Linked DNA regions of Oryza sativa: region 2 is linked to region 1. The links are chromatin contacts, called in public ChIA-PET maps. All regions are on one chromosome and are shown on one strand. The core of a region is the stretch at or near the end of the contact, and the rest is flanking DNA. Distances in the headings are between cores, read along the strand shown.

Region 1 (6,260 bases), core at 2,361-4,860:
CTGGTTATAATGTGAAGAAAGGATTATTTCTGATATTAGAAGAGCCGGTGCTTGATTTTAAATCTTTGTGCGAAATTGGCAAAACTGGAGACCAGGAGCGGTCTGACCGGCATTGCACGGCCGGTCTGACCGGTGACCAGGGGCGGTCTGACCGGCCACATGCCGTCGGTCAGACCGGCGACCCCGAGCGGTCTGATCAGTTCTGGGCAGAGCGCTGGGGGGCACTTTTCAATCAATTTAAAGGCCGAATTAATTGTGAATTCGGACATTTGTGCCCAAGAAACAGAAGAAGATTGGAAGATTCCTTTGATTCGATATTTGAAAGATCCCACGCTTAAGGTTGATCGGAAAATTCGGCGGCAAGCATTCAAGTACACATTGCTTGATGAAGATTTATATCGCTGAAATATAGATGGTGTCTTGTTAAAGTGCTTAGATGAAGATCAATCTAAAGTGGCTATGAGAGAGGTACATGAAGGAATTTGTGGGACTCATCAATCGGCCCACAAGATGAATTGGTTGCTTAGGAGAGCGGGGTTTTATTGGCCGACGATTATTGATGATTGCTTCAAATATTATAGAGGATGTGAAGCTTGTCAACGGTTCGGCAATGTTCAATTGGCGCCCGCCGCCGTGTTGAATCCTATAATCAAACCATGGCCGTTCCGAGGTTGGGCTTTAGATTTCATTGGTCAAATTTATCTTCCGTCATCAAAGGGGCATAGATTCGTGCTAGTTGCTACGGATTACTTCACCAAGTGGGCCGAAGCTGTGCCGTTGAAGAATATGACTCATACGGAGGTAATTGACTTTATTTTGAAGCATATTATCCATAGATTCGATATTCCACAAACATTAACTACGGATCAATGTGCTTCTTTTATATCTAAGGAAGTGAAGAATTTTGCCGAATCTTATGGTATTAAATTGTTGAGTTCTTCTCCTTACTACGCTCAGGCTAATGGACAAGCCGAGTCGAGTAATAAGACATTGTTGAAATTAGTGAAAAAGAAGATTGAGGAACACCCAAAGAGGTGGCATGAAGTGCTTTCCGAAGCATTGTGGGCGCATAGGATATCTAAACATGGTGCCACTAAATTCACTCCTTTTGAGTTGGTTTATGGTCAAGAAGCCGTTTTACCGGTTGAGGTAAATCTTGGTTCTCTTCGTTACATCAGGCAAGATGATTTGTCAAGTGAAGATTACAAGACATTGATGGGAGACAACCTTGATGAAGTCATCGACAAGCGCTTGAAGGCTTTGGAAGAAATAGAAAAAGAAAAGAAGAGGGTGGCCAAGGCGTACAACAAGATGGTGAAAGCAAAGTTGTTTCAAGTTGGAGACTTGGTTTGGAAGACAATTTTGCCTTTGGGTACTCGATCCAGGGAGTTCGGTAAGTGGTCACCTAGTTGGGAGGGTCCTTATCGAGTATGCGGCATTGTTCAAGGAAATGCATATTTCTTGGAGACACTTCAAGGGGAGCGTTTTCAGCGAGCAATCAATGGGAAATACTTGAAGAAATACTTCCCGAGTGTGTGGCAAGACGCTTAGGAGGTACTATGGCCGGTAATTGGATTATAGTCCTAAGACCAAAACATGTTCTATGCTTTTAGATTCACGTTGTTCATCAAAAAGGCAGGGGGGCATGTGTTTACACCCAAATTTGGCACCTAGGATTAAAATAGGAAAGATTGCCAAAATTTGGAAGTCTACCGGTTTCCTCCGAGTGGGCCGGTCTGACCGCCGTGTGTTGGGCGGTCAGACCGTCGGTTGAGGGCCGGTCAGACCGTCGGTTGAGGGCCGGTCAGACCGACGGTGTGTGGCCGGTCTGACCGGCAGGTCCGAGTCCGACTGCGTTTCGTCGGGTTTCATGGTTTCCTTGCTCGGGAAGGCATGTTTCGGGTTTCCTTTAGTTTCTACCCCGAGTTGGATGTGGAGGAGGGCCTGTAGAGGACAAGACCAACCCCTATATAAGGGACATGGCTGGTTCATTGTAAAAAACCAATCTACAATCAATCAATCAAATCGTTTTTCATATTGCTTTCAGTTTTCTCTTAGTTTGTCCATCTTTGTCGGTTTGCACCGTAAACTGTCCGCCGCCGTTGCGAGAGTGCGACATTTCTTTGTAGGTTTGTCCTGAAAACCTTCCGTTTTGCCCACGAAACGAGAAGTTATCTTAAATCGGCTCCACTAGCCGGTTTATTTGTCAAAACCCATCTAGATTTAGCTCTTTGCTAGATCGAGGTGGTTGGCGACTCTAGGATCACCGCAAGGCATAAGGTGCTGCAATCGTTGTTGTCAACTTGTCACAAAAAATTGCCAACACACTGATGCCCTGCTTTATAGAGAAAACGAACGGTCTGCTGGGGTAGAGCAAGCTTTACCGAGTTTAGCTCAGACTTAAGGCTGCAGAAAGGGTAAGAAGAGGGAGAAGAGCGTTGATTGCAATCCTACGTAGAAGGAAGCCAGGGAGGGAGTCCATGGCATGGAGTAATCGGACAAGGAGGCGAATGCCCCTGCAGTTCCCATGATGATTTCTCATGGCAGCCCGTCCGACTGCGAGGGCGGGGAATGAGTGGCTAAGGCCCTTCACAGTGCAACACCGTGGATCGGTGCTATGATGCACCACGTCGGAATCGAGCTTGCGTGGCGCTAGGTTCCGCGCCTCAGAAGAGACACTCGCTCCCACGGAGAGAAGCGCTATAGAGCGCGTTGCCCCGCGCCCCCGCCCGCTCGTGACCTCGCGCCACCCGTGGAAGTGTTTTCCCCAAATTCGCCCACCAAATTCGCGGCAACAAATCAAGGAACACGCCCACCAAAATAGTGGCAACAAATCAAGGAACACAAATCGCGGCAACAAAATCACCGCTTGCCGCTCGGCCCCGAGGAGATTTGGAAAAATCGCTAACATCGCGGCAACACAAATCAAGGTCGACGCCAAGCTCCGCCGCTCATCCCTGATGCCGCCGCCGCTGCCGCTCATCCCCGAGGCCGCTGCGCTCCTCTGCATCGATGCGCCGACGGATGGGGAGGAGGGAGAAACGGCGCGGCGGCTGGGGAGCTTGTTAACTCGCCGCCCAGGGATGAGAGGGGAGAGGCGGCGTCGTCGAGCCGGCGCCGGCGGAGGGAGGAGGGGCGCTGGCGGAGGGGCAATGGGAGAGCTGGTGGAGTTGGGGGAGGTGAGGGCGTCGCAATCTCTCATGCCACTGAGCCTCGCCTTCGCTCGATTGGGGGAGGGGAAAAAACGCTCGAAGGCGGCGCAGAGGAGCGATGCGGCGTGGCTGAGCTGAGGAGCGATTCGGCGGGCGGAGAAGGCGCGGTTGTGCGGATAGAGATGGCGAGTCGCGAGAGATGGCAAGAAGCCTCGAGAAGTAAAAAAAAAAAGAAGAAAAGGAGATGCGGGTGTAGTTGAGGAAAGTTTAGGGTAATTTATTTCTTTCTGCTGTTTGGTACACTCAATCAAGGATACACCACTGTGGGCTAAAATTTTTTGGGCTCTATTTGAGGTCACGTGCACTCGTGCAGTGTGGAGGTTGTTTCTTTCAACGGTGCTAGGCCTAGCTGGCGTACGGGGTAACTCAATATCGGGTGCCTGCACTGCTATCGCCCTAAACGATCTCCCTCTCCAGAGCACGATTGGCGTGGTGTCGCGATGGATTCCCCTGTGATTATGGATCCGCAGCTGCTGATGGCTGCACGATCTGGTGCGTGCAAGGCGCTTGAGAATCTTCTCGTCAACCATGAGGAGGCGGCTGCTGAATCCCATCTCGTCATCCGCATGCCGGAGGAGGGAGCTTCAAATACTAGTAGTACTAGTAGTGATCTAGCTCAACAAGGTCAACCTGCAAATCGTCCAGCAGCAGCGTCGCCTCTCCTGGAAGGGTTGACTCTTGATTCGGACCAGGATTCGGCCCTCCATGTGGTGGCCACCTCCGGCGACGGCGAGCAGTACGTGCAGTGCGCGGAGATGATCCACGGCAGGGCGAGGCACCTGCTAGGCGCGACCAACAACAGAGGCGACACGCCTCTGCACTGCGCCGCCAGAGCCGGGCACCATGCCATGGTCTGCCGTCTCATCTCGTTGGCCGCGCACGAGGGCGGCGCCGCCAACGGACGGATCCTGAGCACCAGGAACAAGCTCGGGGAGACGGCGCTACACGGCGCGATCCGCGGCGGCAACAGGATGGTGGTGGAGAGGCTCGTGTCGGAGGATCCGGAGCTGGCCAGGATTCCGGAGGATCGTGGCATCGGCGCCTCGCCGCTGTACCTCGCCGTTTCGCTGGGGCGCTTGGAGATTGCACGGGACCTGCTTGATAGAAGTCCTACAACATTGTCATACTCTGGGCCTGAAGGCCAAAACGTGCTGCATATCTCGGTATACCGCGGCGAAGGTATGTATGGCCAACTCCTTGTTTATTTTCCATTCATAATATATTCCGGCCATTGAAACTCTGCAATCAATCCTGTTATGTGCCGCACTGAGACCCATTGAGACTACAGGATTTCTCAAGATACCTTTGGTTCTCCTTGGACATCTGTACCAAGTAAAACATCCAAAGTAACCAGCCATAAGAAGAATGTGCAAACGAAACAAAAAAAAACACAAGTAAATTAATACTAGCTAGTATCATAGTCTCTCAAGACAGTGAAAGAAATGCTGCCTAATATCAAAGAGTATACTTTTTTAGAGTATTCAAAGTATGCACAGCATTTATAAAGTACTCCTAAAAGGGTTTTACACATACGAGTAGTCTGGCCATAAGAGATGGATACATAATATTTGTTTATGGCATTACAAAATTTGAATTTGGAATTCAAATATCATTAATTGCTAGCTCTGGCACTAATATCACTTCCTTCTTTTATAAAGTGCTGGTAATTCAAAAACTAGTGGTGATGCCAGTTATGTACTGGCGTTGATTGGGTATTACTATTATGAGCCTTATTTTCCCTTTGGACTTGCTTAACCGACGACACCGAATTGCAGCGCTGTCTATACTGTTAGACAAGTGCAAGGATGTTAAGGTCAACATTGATCAGGGAGGCCGGTATAGGAGTATGCCTGTTCTCTTACACCTTACTAGTCAAGGCGACAAAAATGGGAGCACTCCGCTTCACTTCGCTGCATCGCTGAAAACTAGTACCACAGGTTTGTCAAGATGGTCTGAATATTTCCATCCGAAACCAAGTCCAACCACGCTGCTGCTTGATGCCAATGAATCTGCTATGTACCAACCGGATAACGGAGGATCATATCCTATACATGTTGCTGCCTCCAATGGGACGCTCAAGGCTGTCATAACCTTGCTCGGAAGGTCCCCTGGCTGCATCGCATTGCGGAACATGCAAGGAAAGACTTTCCTCCACGTTGCTGTGGAGAAGAAGAGGCATAGTATTGTTGCATTTGTGTGCAAAAGGCCCGAACTTGCATCTGTGTTAAATGTGCAGGACAACCAGGGGGATACCGCGCTGCACCTTGCTGTCAAAGCTGGACTTGTCTCAATTTTCAACCTCTTGTTTCGGAATAGGGAGGTGAGCTTGAATTTACCAAACAAAGACGGGCTGACACCTCGTGATCTTTCATGGATTATGATTCCTGCAAGATTCTACTATAAAAAGGTAGTAATCGTTTTTTTTTTCTGGCTTTTGTGTCAATTTATCCTAGCTACATATATGAAGTTGTCTGATTCTGTCCCCACTATATACGATACGTTAACCTGCAGAATTCACGAGGTATGATACACCAATCATTAGCACTTGCCAGAGCTCCAGTTGGTCACAGTCGCCAGGACCACTTCTATGAGAAGCATTCAAAGAGGAGGGATGAAGAAATCGATTCAGAGTACTTGACGAACGCAACTTCAGTTCTCGGCATTTCATCTGTTCTGATTGCAACGGTGACATTTGCAGCAGCTTTCACGTTACCTGGGGGATACAGAGCAGACGACCACGCGAACGGCGGGACACCGACGCTTGCTGGGAGCTACTCCTTCAACGCATTCATCACCGCAAACACGCTAGCATTCAGTTGCTCTCTGCTAGCTACCGTCAGCCTGCTCTACTCTGGGATGCCGTCGCGGGAGATCTCCATCCGCTACGTATACCAGTCCCTATCGTTGGTCATGATGCGGAGCTCAGCTACAAGCCTGGTCGCCGCCTTCGCCTTGGGCATGTACGTCGTGCTAGCTCCCGTTGCTCTCACCATGGCAAAGTCTGTCTGCGCCATCACTTTTCTCTCCTTCTTGTCTGCATGTATGGAG
Region 2 (6,260 bases), core at 1,362-3,861, 55 kb before region 1:
TGAAGCGCTTAATCATTCATATGCAATTAAGTTGCAATCTACCTTATTCTTGCTTGTGTTCTTCGATTCGCATGTACGGATTGTTTGAGGTCAACCGGGCAGTGCACGGTTGATAACCAGAGGAGACGTGGTGCTACAATTACAGGGTTCGGATCGTGTCGATCGAAAGCTGAATCGTGTGTGTCAAGTTTCCGCCAAATCGAGAGTTATCACTACCTATTGGAAGATCGGGACCAGTACCTCATCATATAGTTACTTAGCATCTGAATATCTAATCTAAGAATCAGGATCCTCTGAATTGATCTACAATACCCAACATTAGAGGGAATGGAGACTGTTTGATCAGATGGATTAGATCGTGCGCTACAATAAATATGCTACAATACTCATCAATGTTTGACAGTATTTTCGTTAATGGATCGACATTGTTTGATGCATTGATTTATTGTGCTACTAACATGAATAGTGCACCTATGCATTACTGCAGAGGATCCGGATCCCTGATCTAGCCCATCATTTTAAATCGAGGGTGGATAGGATGGGCCATTGTGCAAATGATATAACTTGCATCAATAATATTCCAATGTAGTTTAAAAAAAGAGATAATATTCTAATGCGGAGTATCCCGATCCGTACTGCTCCTGCTACTAAGCGAATGAGCAATTAAGCATGATGTGTACAGTAGAAAAGGGTGAGATAAAAAGTGTGGATGATCTTGTGTAGATCATTGATGTGAAGGGCGCGATAATTTATAGAATTACTATCTTCGTGTTAAAATATAATAAATTTTAATTATAAATATGAATATATAATTGTTTAAATTTTTAGCTAAACATATTTATATTTTGAGATGGATATTACCAAACTTAGCCGAAGCTGTTAAATAGATACGCTTTCCTGCTGTGTGATTGTCCTTTGGATAGTGCTTATGAATAAATCAGCGGCGCTGCAAGGAGGACCCACCGGTAAGTGACATGTTTGAGTAACCGACATACACCGTTCAGGGGGCGCACCAAAGTCTGTGTGTTTGCTGTTGGTTTTGGATGATTAATGGGGAGTAAAGATTACGAAGTATAGTTACGGAGTAACTTGCATGGTGTGGCTGATGTCTACCAGAATGTGAATGATCAGTGGGACCCGTCTCTCATGGTAAAAAAATAGCTGAATTCAGCTATACTCATGCGTTGTATAGCTGAATTTTGCTAGACTGACACGAGTGTCAATGACAAGTAGGTCCAAAATAATTATATTTCTTAGCAAAATAATGAAATAAATACTTAGCAAGAGTTTTAAATATAATTGTGTCCATTTTTAATTAACTGGTTCCTCACACTTTAACCATTAATAATTTCTTAAATGTTTTGTTTTAAGAAAAATACACGTATGTAGATTTGCCTTAAAACTATCATTAAATATCATAAACTTAACAGTAAAAAAAGACATCATAAAGTTATTCGATGTCATAAATGTATTCTAATACTAAAATTATGGTTGAAGTTTAAAATTTGACCAAACCTCATCTTAAACATAAAATATTTGTGATTGGAGGGAGTAGATAATATGGGATTAGCCGTGTGAAAATCATAATTATAAACTTATTATGGAAAATATCTTCACCTAGCCGTTTCACCATTGTAGAGTAGAATCAATGCCGCAATAACAACCATCTAAAATTGTATTTACGCCCCCCAGTAAATGCACTACAGTAATGGAGTACTAGTACCGCGGCGTCACCGACTCAGCGTCACCGCCTATAAAAAGAGAAGCGAAGGTTGCTGAGACCCCCAACTAGGGCTATCAAAAAAGCTCGAGGCTCGCGAGCTGCTTGAGCTCGGCTCGCTGTAGACTCGGCTCGAGCTCGATTCGTCAACAATTCGAGCCGAACTCAAGCCTAGCTCCAAGCTTGCGAGCTTGACGAGCCGAGCTCGAATAGCTCGTCGAGCCCAGATTTCCCTCTGTCAAGTTCTTAAATTTTCAATGCAACAGCTAGTACTACTCTTACTCCCAATGAAAAGCAGTATAGAAACACAGAGCGTGCAGAGCTGTACCGTGCAGGCACTAGCCTACTAGTACTACATTACTCTGCAGCACTAGCCTATTAGTACTACTAGCATGCATGCAGCTCTATTTAATAGTACTACTAGTTGTCATATTATGCTTGAAAAAGCTACTAGTACTAGTAGTACTCGACAAGCATGCATGCAGCCTCCTTTCATCTGTATTGGTTATTTGAGGGCACACGAGTTAGGCTCGAGAAAGCTCGAGACTCGAGCGAGCCGAACTCGAGCCCATTTCTAAGCTTGTAGTTTAAACAGGCTCGACTCGAGCTCGGCTCGAGTTGGTGCCGAGCTCGAGCCTATATAGGTAAGCTCGCTCGGGCTCGGCTCGTTGACGGCCCTACCCCCAACCGTTTTCTCACCCCACTCGTTTGCTTGCGTTGCGTGCACAGCGACCGAGCCAGTCGGAGACTCGGAGGTTCGGACCCGACCCGACCCGAGTCAATCCGAATCTTTCAGGTGCGGGGCGTCCGGCCGCCACGTGGCGGGCGAACCCATCCCTCCCGGCCCCTACCCGTATCAGTCACGAGCTCCTCCTTCCTCCCATTCCACATTTCCACCCCTCACGGCCCCACCCACTCTCTCGATTCTCTCCTCGCCCAAAACCCCCCCAACTCCTCGCAGGCTCGCAGCCTCGCTCCCCCTCGCCGCGCTCTCGGCCTCGCCGCGTCGCCGCCGGTCTCTGGACGAGGAGGTGAGGGCGCGCGCGCGCCTCGGGACTACTTCGGCGCGGCTCTGTTCTCGTCGTTCGTGTTCTTCTGCTTCGGTTTCGTGGTGTTGGCGTGTGGATGTGTGCGTAACGGCTAATTTGGTTCGGGTTTTTGTGCTTGGTGGTGGTGGTGGGTGATTTGCAGGGGCGGTGAATCGGTGATCGATGAGCGGGCTGGATCTCCGGGAGATGTTAAGCAGCGCTGCGCGGCGGCATACGTGGAGGAGAAGCGGATGGGGGGCGGAGTGGGGCGGCGGCGACGACGCTCGCTCGGCCGCGCTTCCGGCTCGCTGTCCTCCTCCCCCTCCTCCTCGTCGTCCCGCGGCTGCGGGTGGGCGTGGCGACGAGGGGAGCGGTGGAGTGCGGGGGCGCGGGGAGGAGGGGACGAGTCGTGGTGGAAGCGGAGCGAGGCGCGAGGACGCGGCGGGGACCGGGAGGAATGCGGTGGCCGTCGTCGCCGGTGGCTCGGCCACGTCCGGCGCGGAGCGGGTTGCTGCGCGAGCGGAGGACGGTAGGAGGACGCCTCTGTTTCGGTTCATCACGTCCTCTGCTTGGGTTCGTCGTATGGATTGCCTATGTAACGGCTAAATTTGTTGCGGTTTGTGTTCGGTGGTGGTGATTGTAGGGCGGCGATCGATGGACGGGCCGACGCTGGAACTCTCCGAGATGATGCTCCACGCGGCGCAGCCATGGAGAAGCCGATGCACGCAGCGTGACGTTCGCCCGGGCGCGGTTCCTCCTCGTCCCGTCGCTGCGGATGGGCGAGGCGAGGGCACCAGTACAGTGCGAGGGCGCGTGCTGGAGGGGACGACTCGTGGTGGAGGCAGAGGAGGTGGAATGGAGCGTGAGCGCGAGGTGGTGGCGCCGGCGAGAAATGCGGTGGCCGTCGCCGGTGATTTGGCCACGCACGGCGGCGAGCGGGTTGCTGGCCCCTTGGTGGCGAAGGAGAAGAGAAATGGCGGCGGTGAGTTGGGGACGAAGAGGGGGCTAGAGAAGCGGGCCCCGCTTCCGCCGCCCAAGCGCAGGGTGGTGTCCGCTAAGCGCCAGTTTCCACCAGATTTCGGTAGGGACTCTGCTGTTCCACTCGGCCGCGGCCGGGGCCGTGGTGGTGGTGTTCGTCCGTCGGATGGGGCGCCTGCCCGTGCTGTTCTGGGTGAGAAGGTGGCGTCTGCGGGTAATGGTGATTCAATGGCGAATGTGCATCATCATGCTGTGATGGACACGGTCTTGATGAAATCTTCACATGCTTCGGATGAGAATCTGGTTGCTTTCAAAGTTGGTTCACCAGAGAATGGTGCAGAAGGGGCAGCAAGGGGAAAGGGAGCACACAATGGTGAATTGCTGGGAAAGAGGGAAGTGTTGGCTCAAGCTGTGAATTTGCTTCCCATGAGGAGGACTGTATCTGCGACGCACCGCTTCACTGCTGGGTGTGGGAGGGACGCTGCAGCTCCACTTGCTCGCAGAGAAGAGGGTAAGGTGGGTTCAGGTTTGGAAGTCATGCCTGTTGATGTTGGTGGGGGTGTGTCAAAGGAGGTGATGGCTACGGATGGCAGTAAACATTCGGTTAACCAGTGTACGGCGAACATTGTTGGAGCTGTCGGTGTTTTGGATGGAACAGTACAGTACCAGGAATTGGAGGAGGGTGAGGTGGCTGATGAGGCATACTGTGATGTAGAGTCACAAAAAGTTGTTGGTTGTGATTCTTTTGATGATTCTGCAGGTGAAAGACATGAGGGTGTTGTTCCTGTAACGTTTGCTGTTACTGAAGTTTTGACAAGTCACGCTTATGATGAGATGATGCAAATTAAGGCATTGCAAGAAGGGGGCAGTGATGCTGCGCAGGAAACTGAACATGACTTGCCAATGGGAGGCAAATGTGAAACTATCTTACCTGATGCTTCTCCTAAATGTTCGTTTGGTGGTCCTTCAAATGAAATTGTCCACGGCAAGAGAGTGTTGGGGAGTCATGGCATGAAAGGGGAAGTTCCCAGTCTTGCAATTGAAGATCATGGTGGCATTGCTCAAATTGACCAAGAACTGGAGGACGTTGAGATGACTACAGGGGAATACCGTGTTCAGGATGCTCAAATTGCCACCCATGTTATCCCACACGAGTCTACAACTGGTAGACATGAGGGGGGGCTTTGTGCATCTGCAGCTGCTGAAGATGTTAAGGTGATGAACAAATACAAAGGGACCTTACCCAAAGGTGCTGCTAAATCATCGATGAATATTGCAACAGGAGTATTTGGTGATGGTATCATGAGAAGTAAGATACTATCAACAGCTAGAAAAGTAGTCAAGCCACCTGTCAGAGCAAGCCATAAGCCTCCATTGAACACTCTGCATAGACCCTTCTCCACAAATAGTGCTTCATTTGGTCATAAGAAGTTGAAGGTAAAACGTCCAGATCAAAGTAAAGATATTCCTATGAAGATTGCCTCTACATCTGGATTGGCGGGCAAGGACAACCTTATCGATGAAAAGGCTTTGAGCTTGGAAGATGATGATATTTTGAAGGCACTAGTTGTTCATGATGGAAAGCTTGAGGTGTATCTCAATGTTCCCTCATGCGTTCAGCTTCATAGGCAACATGGAAGTGGGAATGCTGATGATAGGAGCAAAATCAGGATGTTGTGCAGGAGGTTTCAGTTTATATGCAGGGCTCTCTTACATGCCGTCGAACAGGGTTCATTGAAGATTCGAAGAGTTGACCTTGCAGCTGATAAAATCATCAGGAAATTGCCAGGCTTTACCAAACCTGGACCTACTGTGGGAAATGTTAATGGAGTGGAAGTTGGTGACGAATTTATGTACAGAGTTGAGCTAGCCCTTGTTGGTCTCCATCGCCCATACCAGGGAGGAATTGATACCACCGATTATAATGGAGTGCTTGTTGCAATAAGCATCGTTTGTTCTGGAGGTTATCCTGATGAATTGTCAAGCTCAGGTGAACTAATATACACTGGTTCTGGAGGAAAGCCTGCTGGTAAGAAGAAAGATGAGGATCAAAAGCTAGAGAGGGGGAACCTTGCCTTGAAGAATTGCATCGAGACAAAGACACCTGTCCGAGTGATTCATGGATTCAAAGGTCAAAATAGAGAGGACAACAGTCATTCAAGAGCTAAACAAATCCTAACATTTACTTATGATGGGTTGTACCTTGTGGTGGATTGCTGGACAGAAGGACTAAAAGGTTCAAGGATCTTCAAATACAAATTACAAAGGATTCCTGGACAACCAGAACTTCCTCTGCACATAGCTAAAGGGCTGAGAAGGTCTCTTTCACGTCCAGGCCTCTGCATAGCTGATATATCTCAAGGGAAAGAAATGGATCCCATCTGTGTGATCAATGATGTTAGTAATGTCCATCCAACATCTTTTCAGTACATCTCTAGAATCAAGTACCCGTCATGGCTTACAAAAAGACATCCTCAGCATCATGGTTGCGATTGCTCAGATGGCTGCATAGATTCTACTAAGTGCTTTTGTGC

The links. ChIA-PET counts read pairs in DNA pulled down with a chosen protein or histone mark.
Region 2: an H3K27ac ChIA-PET map of leaf shows a contact between it and region 1, with 6 times the contacts expected there. The contact joins the promoter of LOC4345509 here to the promoter of LOC4345512 in region 1.

The regions. Positions count from the first base shown.
Region 1 is chr8:19,272,217-19,278,476 of ASM3414082v1, forward strand. It overlaps LOC4345512 (protein ACCELERATED CELL DEATH 6), which reads left to right and starts at 3,611. Exons shown (of 4, transcript XM_066303542.1): 1 at 3,611-4,391; 2 at 4,988-5,619; 3 at 5,724-5,842; 4 at 5,911-6,260. The coding sequence starts at 3,653.
Region 2 is chr8:19,218,711-19,224,970 of ASM3414082v1, forward strand. It overlaps LOC4345509, which reads left to right and starts at 2,612. Exons shown (of 3, transcript XM_015792611.3): 1 at 2,612-2,751; 2 at 2,912-3,277; 3 at 3,392-6,260. The coding sequence starts at 2,932.